2 separate regions of the Rattus norvegicus genome follow, and region 2 is linked to region 1. Evidence: chromatin contacts called from public Hi-C data. All regions are on one chromosome and are shown on one strand. The core of a region is the stretch at or near the end of the contact, and the rest is flanking DNA. Distances in the headings are between cores, read along the strand shown. Region 1 overlaps LOC134482310. Region 2 overlaps LOC120097392 (a long non-coding RNA gene).

What was found. A called contact is a pair of places that touch in the nucleus more often than the background predicts.
Region 2: a contact with region 1 is called in a Hi-C map of Schwann cells, with 9 times the contacts expected there. The contact joins two enhancer-like sites. A contact is called at or near these places in 1 of 12 Hi-C or Micro-C datasets (Schwann cells) and 1 of 1 datasets of contacts at active chromatin or transcription factors (oligodendrocytes).

The regions. Positions count from the first base shown.
Region 1 is chr16:339,981-343,586 of GRCr8, reverse strand. All of the region lies in intron 3 of LOC134482310, which reads right to left. Among named protein-coding and RNA genes, the nearest start is that of Rps24, 250 kb to the right of the region's middle. Within about 2 kb of position 2,071, at least 44 of the 93 cell types and tissues checked have an H3K27ac peak or open chromatin away from gene starts, as enhancers often do. A contact at or near this core is called in Schwann cells, where this site is marked.
Region 2 is chr16:962,236-965,841 of GRCr8, reverse strand. The region is part of intron 2 of LOC120097392 (a long non-coding RNA gene); the gene reads right to left. Among named protein-coding and RNA genes, the nearest start is that of Zmiz1, 70 kb to the left of the region's middle. Within about 2 kb of position 1,916, at least 2 of the 93 cell types and tissues checked have an H3K27ac peak or open chromatin away from gene starts, as enhancers often do. A contact at or near this core is called in Schwann cells, where this site is marked.

The sequences.
Region 1 (3,606 bases), core at 822-3,321:
GGCCGTCCTGCAGTGTTGGCTCTCAGGCAGCAAGAGCCCTGGATGACGTGGTGATGGGACAGGTTTGATGGGTACTGTGGAGGGACAATATCCACCTAGCTTCCCATGTGCAGATTCTATGGAGGCTTTCGACATTAACCTTGCTTTGTGAACCAGGGCTCCTCAGCGAGGTAGAGGCCAGGCTGAGTCATATCAAAGGGGCACTCTTTGATGTATGCAAGCCAAACAGTACTTCATTTTCCCAGACATAAAGAATACTTTCTAGGCTCTTCTCTATAAGAGCTGAACAGGAGCTGCCTTCATATAGGCAGGATGCCTTCCCAACTAATTGCTTTCTTGGTTTGGGCTAGCGTCGTTTGTATTTGAGACAGATCTCAACACATAGCACAGGCTGGCTTCAAACTCTTTTTCCTCCCCAGTCTCCCAACTACCAAAATTACAGATTTTTGCAGCTGTGCCCAGCTGCACTTCACAACTAGGAGGTCATCCCAGGCATCCCGAGCCTCCACCACTCTGGGATGGAAGCTATGGTACTGAACCTCAGAGCCATTAGCAGGACATCACTTGAGGAAAGTACTCTGTGGATGACACAGGGATTCCCCGGCTAGCAGTTCCCTTAACACCATGCAAGGGGGAAAGTCTTACTGTGGTCTTCAGAGCTGGGGCCAATGAGAACCAAGCTCCCTACTCCCACTGCCAGCTCCAAGGATCTGGAGCTCTGACTGTTGGCTAGAAGCCAAGAACTCTCCTGGAAGCCCAGCCACTCACAGGACTGACAGTCCAAGTATCTACAGGGGAGGAGATGTGGATTACCAGAATGGGGAGGTGAACAGCTGAAGAAGCCAGGAGAACTTCAAACCCAGCTGGGAAGATGCCTGACATTGGTAGGGCTTCTGATTTTATAAGAGAAGGGAGACATCTAGCCAAGTTTTAAAATGTTCTTCCTCCTACCCCTTCCCACTCACTGTTCCTCCCTGTCCCCCCTTCTCCTCTTCTTTCCTGGTGTGTGTGTGTGTGTGTGTGTGTGCACCTGCGCGTGCGCGCATGTGCGTTTGAGCATGTGAAGTATATTCCTCAATCTCTTTTCACTGAACCTGAAGCTCCCATATTCCTCTAGACTAGCCTGCCAGTGAATCCTGTGGATTCTTCTTCTCCCTTTCTAGGAATTACAAGCCCATGGGGAGACCCAAACTTGAGCGTTCATGCTTGAATAATTAGCATTTCATCCACTGAGCCACCCTCTCGGTCACTTAAATGCAGTTTTTGAAGTGCATCTAATTTTGCAGCAGTGTGAACATGGGGATGGGTAGCCTAGCTTAGATACTGATTAGGATCTGAATTATGCTATTGTCATTGCCCTGGAGCTTTGACAAGGACAATGCCCTTCTGTGTTGTGTGCGTAGTTACATGCCCAAGAGCTCCTATTTTGAGCAAGGAGTCAGTCTAGGGCTATGGGAGTCTCCAAATGACATCTGTGCCTACACACAGAGGTAGATTGTCCCCAAGTTTGTCAACCAGCACCATTCCTTCCATGTGCATGAGCGCAAAAACTGAAAAGACCCACAGGTATCTGAGTGGCCCTACAGCTGTGTGTTGGTGTCTAGACATGTGGACTCCTATGCCCACTGGGCTGCACCCGCCGTAAGAGGTGCTGCACCCTCCGTAATAGGGCAAGGCTGCTTCCTGAGATGTCCCTGAGGGGTGGCACTGTCCAGAAGGGCGCACGGTAGTGGCTGCAGCAGCAAGAAAGAGAAGACGCCTGCGCACTAAGGAGGCAGGAGACACAGGGCACCCGCTGGGAGGGCCTGGTGAGCTGGAAAAAAAAAAAAACAAACCCGGTGTCGGTCCTGCTTCCAGACCCGGGTTGTCCCCCTCGTCCCCAGCCCCGCAAGAGGAGCAGTAGGGAGGAAATGGGAGGGAACAGAGGAGAGATGGCAGTGTGGCAGCTGCACCCTGGACGCTGCGGGAGGGAGGAGGGCGGCGCGCAGCCGCGGCCATTAGTCACCAGATGTCACCTTCTGCTGCCAAGGCGGCGGCTGGCTCAGACAATGGCCGCGCGGTGGAGGGGCGGGCCCGACCAACCCCAAAGCCTCGCCTCTGCTGACACCTACTGCCCTAGGCCTACACTCAGGCTACCCAACCCCAGAGCCATTCCCTTGCCTGGCCCCAGCACCACCTGCTCCACATCCCCTCTCGTTATCTGCAGAGTGCCTGACTTTTCAGTACACGATGCTGGCTGCACCTCCTGCGTTTCCTGCTTGCCTCCTTGCCCCTCCTCCAATTTCAGAGCCTGTCTCTCAATGTACAGGACTGTCTGGACTACAGATTGGGCTGTGTGTGGTGTGGCAGGAACACCTATTTTACCACTCTGTGGAAAGTGCCTGATACCTAGAGCTCTGATCTCCGACGCTGTAAGATAAAGTTTATCTCCACTGTGGTACACTTGACTCCATTCAGAAAGAAAAAAATCCTCCCCTGACCCTAGAAATCCAAACATGAGATTGCTGCATTTTCTCTCCGCTAGGCACAGATCTTCCCCCGTCCCACTCCTGCACAGACCCAAAATTAAAAGATTAAATAAAAGGGAGTCCTGCACCCTTGTATGGTGGCTGACAGAGTGAGAGACCTTTGGTGGTCCTTTTAAATATGCCCAGGTCAGCACTGGAGTGAGATGCTGAGACTCCTGGCTTGTGGGATGAGGATATAGTCCCAGGCTCCTCCCTCCAAATCTCTATAGGAATCAAGGAGACCAGGAAGTAAACATGTTAAGCTCTACCAGCCAAGCGTGCACCTTAACTAAAGTTTGGGTTTTTGTTTTTATAAACCTAATGCAAACATTCTTAGCTCAGGGACCATACAAAAGCAAGCTACAGACAGGCTCCCCATTCCCATGTTCTTAGGCATAGCTCACCTGCCCATATTTGCAGCATTCAGAGAAGAAGCTTGGCATGGCTGCCCGCTAGGCTCAGGGATGACAGACAGTCAAATTCTCCCAGGTTCAAGTCCCAGTTTGTCCCAGGGCAACTCATAACCAAGCCTGGAGTGGGGGTGTGGGTGGTGGAATCAGCTTTGGAATGTTCTTGAAGTTCTCTAGAAGTGCATGGGTTCTACCATGAAAAGCACTCCCCCAGTGCTTTTATGCAAGTTCAAGTACACACACTGAACCTCAAGCAAGAGAAGACTGCGTTATAGCCAGAGACAAGCAAGTCACCTGTGCCATATAGATATGAGGTAGAATCCCAGCTTCTCCCTAGCCTGGCTGTGTGCCACCCTTCAGTAAAATAACACATCTTTCTGAGCCTCTGGGTCTCCCATTTCAGCATACACAGGGTGGCTGGTTGGGCTTGCCCAGAAAGGCACAAAGCATCACACCTGAAGCATGACAAACCAAAGGGGATGGTGTCACTGCAGCTGCTGTGATATGAGCGCTGTTGTAGGAGAGCAGATGACCTTAGGTTCTAAGCTCCTCTGACTCTCAGCTCTATACCCAGGGCAGATGAGAGGTGATGGCCGTGCAGTCAGGGAGCACTGCCTGGAGGAGGAGGAACTGGTCTCCTGGGGTCAGGGAAACAGTTGACATGGGAAGGAGGGAGAGCTTGGATCTAT
Region 2 (3,606 bases), core at 667-3,166, 620 kb before region 1:
CCTCATGAGGGGCCTCTGGCTCTACTGATGTGAAAACACTTCATACTTCCCAGTTGGGCAGTTGTCGTATTAATTAAGGGTCCTCAGAAAGAACAGAACTGATAAAATGTAAAAATACATTAAAATTGAGAGTCAGAGGCAGGCAGATTTCTGTGACTTTGAGGTCAGTCTGGTCTACCTAGTGAGTTCCAGAATAGCCAGGGATACATAATTAGAAGTATCTCAAAAGCTGCACACCCTACCTGGAGGTCAGTTATTAGCTTGACTTCCAGGATATGGTCCAATTAGTCCAACAATGGCTGTCCCATCCACAAGGCTGGATGTCCGTGCAGCCCTAGTCCAGTGCTGGAGTGCTGGCGGCTTGCTGGAGAAGTGTTGGTATTTCGTCTGTGATGGAATCCTGAAGAAGTTGGATCTAATACAGGGGCATCTATAGGGTAAACGAGCTCACCGGTATATGTGAGGGTGAGCTTACCAGTAAACAGGGAAGAAGCAAAGTTTCCTTCTTCCATGTCCTTCCATGTGGGTTGCCACCAGAAAGTGTGACCCAGATTTAGGGTGGGCATTCTTCCTTCAAATAGTCTGATTAAGAAAACCCTTCACACCCGCAGCTTGGATTTTAGATGATTTCAGATGTTGTCAAGTTGACAAGTTAGATTAGCCATCCATCACCGTTTTGGCTGTGATAATGGGACTGTGTCCCATCCACTGAACTTACTCCATCTTGTACAGCAATATGCCAGACCTGCACATGGTCCCAGTGAGACTTAACGAAGGCAAAATAGACAGAGCACAGTCCAGGCAGTACAGGTGGACTCCCATTAATATTACCTAACATCAATAGAGCCCCCAGGATTCTGGGTCAAACCTTAAGGTCTTGCTCTATCTGGAAGGCTCTTCAACCCTGGCCTGGGGTTTTCTCTTTCCATCCCTCCTACTCTTTGCTCAAGGGCCAGGCACTGTGATCTTCAATATACCTCCTGAGCTGGTGTCCCAGCTCCAGGCCTTTAGCCATTGTATACCCCTTAGGGGGCAATTGGCTTCAGAGTTCAAGTTAACTTCTTTTCCCTGGAGATCGTTCCAGACCCATGCATGGAGTATTACCCTCCTAGTTGTTCCTCAGGCTCTGAGCTGTTGAGACTTGATTGTTTGTTTCTTCCTCACCCTGGGACTCAGGGCAATAGGGCTGTATCTCTGGCAGCAGGTACAGGTGTTTCTCCCCAATAGGGGTATTAGTAAAGTGAATGGAGGTGTGGCTGCTGCCTGCCAAAATTCAGTAAGTGTTAAATGAGTGCAGGCTGAATGCAGTGGAGGTCAGGGTCCAGCCCACAGAAGGCTTTTATGAGAGGTGGAGGATGGGCCAGGAAGGTTTTGTGATAAGAGATGAGGCAAAAGTGTGGCATAAGCAGAGCGGTAGGAGACACACCTGGCTGCTTTCCAGAAATGTTTGTCCGTGTGCTTGATCTTGAGAGGGTGCCCTGGATTGAGGAAACCCTCACCCCTGCCACACATCTGAGGAGCTAAAACCCAGGCTTCTGTTGCATGTCGTTATTTGAGCATTCACATGAGAACCAGGACCGGATGGACTGGGAGGCTTCCAATAGGAGGTGATAGTTGGGTAAGGCTTTGAAGAGCACATAAGACTTCACGAGGCAGAAAAAGAGAAAAGACAGCCTGTGCTAAAAGGGTAGCCAAAAAGAAGTCATTGAGGGAAGACCTCGTGGTTGAGGAGAAAAGTACCACAGGGCTGCATACAAGGTGCTAAGCTGGATAGGTGGGCGCACTGCCAAAGCTTGTGAGGATCAGGCTATACTGTTTGGATGCTACGGCATAGCTCATTGACTCAGATACTTGTATGGTTGTTCCCCAAGCTCTCAGTGTGTATCAGGCTCTGTGTTAAGTGCTGGGCACACCCTAGTGGGAAAAATGGGTAAGCAGGGAACAGATCGGAAGGCAGAACCAGAGCAAGTGATCAGAAGGCAGCTAAGAAGGGTGTCAGCCAGGCACAGGAGTCTGGCCACAGAGGTGTGGAGGGGACAGGGAGAGGCCACGTGCATGGACTGAGGATGGCCGTGCATCACTGCTGCGTCATCAATGTGAGCAGTCTAATGTTTGAGTCTAGAGTTTATCTGTAGACAGACAGGCTATGGCAGAAGTGACATTCGGGACTTTAGAAGTGGCATTGTAAAAAAGCAAACAGCTGACCTGGGCCTCCAGCACTGTATTAGGATCCTCGAGGCCACACGGAGGAGTCTAGGGATAATTTCTGCTCGTTCTGCCTTCCAGGCATCAGGCGCAGGAGATGGTAACATGGAGGTTTCAGATGGATCCACCTACTACTTCAACATTAGCAGAGCAAACTCCATCTGCCCTAGACAGACTAAAAGATTCACTGGACTGAACCTTGCCTGAATTCCAAGGCAACAAAATCCGTGATAACAGGAAATAGTTTCTGGCTTAAAACACTAAGTTTCAGTGTAGCTTATTACCTAGGTAGGTAAGAGGAGCAGTGTGGGAGTCATAGGTGTGTGTGAGGGAGACAGGTTGGGCTGGGTGACTGAGCCATTTCATTTAGGATGGCCAGATCTAGTGAATAACTTTATTCAGGACTCTGAATAAAGGACTCTGGCAGCACTTCAGATAAACGGTAAGTTTTAGTATAAGTATCTCCCAAGTGTTGTGCGGGATGTACTTAAACTGGCAGCCACTGATATCTGACATCCAGACTCGACTGAGTGCCAGGGCTCTTTCTGTCACCCTAAATCATGGTGGAGTCTGAACTGTGAAAGTTCTGACGTAGAGGAAGACACTAGCCCGGGGACTGGGAGGCGAGAGGCCTAGACACTGACAGGCTGGTGCCTGGCGTGTACAATCCATGCTAGAGCTGGGACATGTTCTCTTTCTAAGTACCCTGGCAGCAGCCAGGGCTGGAGCCCCTTGCTGGAACCCCAGTCTACAGATGGCACTTGGAGAGGCAGGTTCTCTTGTGTCCCTGATGCTCCCTGATGCAGCGTGTAAAGAATATGGCTCCCAGTGTGGCTGGGTGCCCGGGCAGGCTAGACTGAACTGGATCCTGGTTGTCCTCGAAGATGCTATCACCTGTTGCTGGGAATCCAGATGTCTCCTATCTCCAGAGATACTGACACAGAGGCTTGGTCTGCAGAGCAGGCTGCTGATGTAGGTCAGTTCACTCGGGAGGCTGGCCCAGGGCAGCACCCAGCTGGCCCTACTCCATTAGGGGCTACTATAATAAGGCATCCACACTTTCTTCCTCTGGGCTTTGATGATCTTATGTTCCCAGATCCCAGCTAGCTAGGGCTTTCCTAGCCCTGCAGGGAGCCCATGAGAAGGGCATGTCCAGGGAGCTGCTCTGCCTTTGATGCTTCTGCCAAACTTCTCCTCAGGAAAGTGGACCCCACAGTGAACACATACAGATAGTAGCTCTCCTTAATGGCTGTCAAGGTCTCTTTCCCGGGGAGACATCTCACTCATCTGAAATTTGGGGGAAGCCTCAGGTTCAAACTTGAGCTGTGAAGTCCCTGTACAAGATGGCTCTTCTCTGGGGCTTCAAAGGAACGTTTGCTTTATATCCTCCGATGAGGAGAC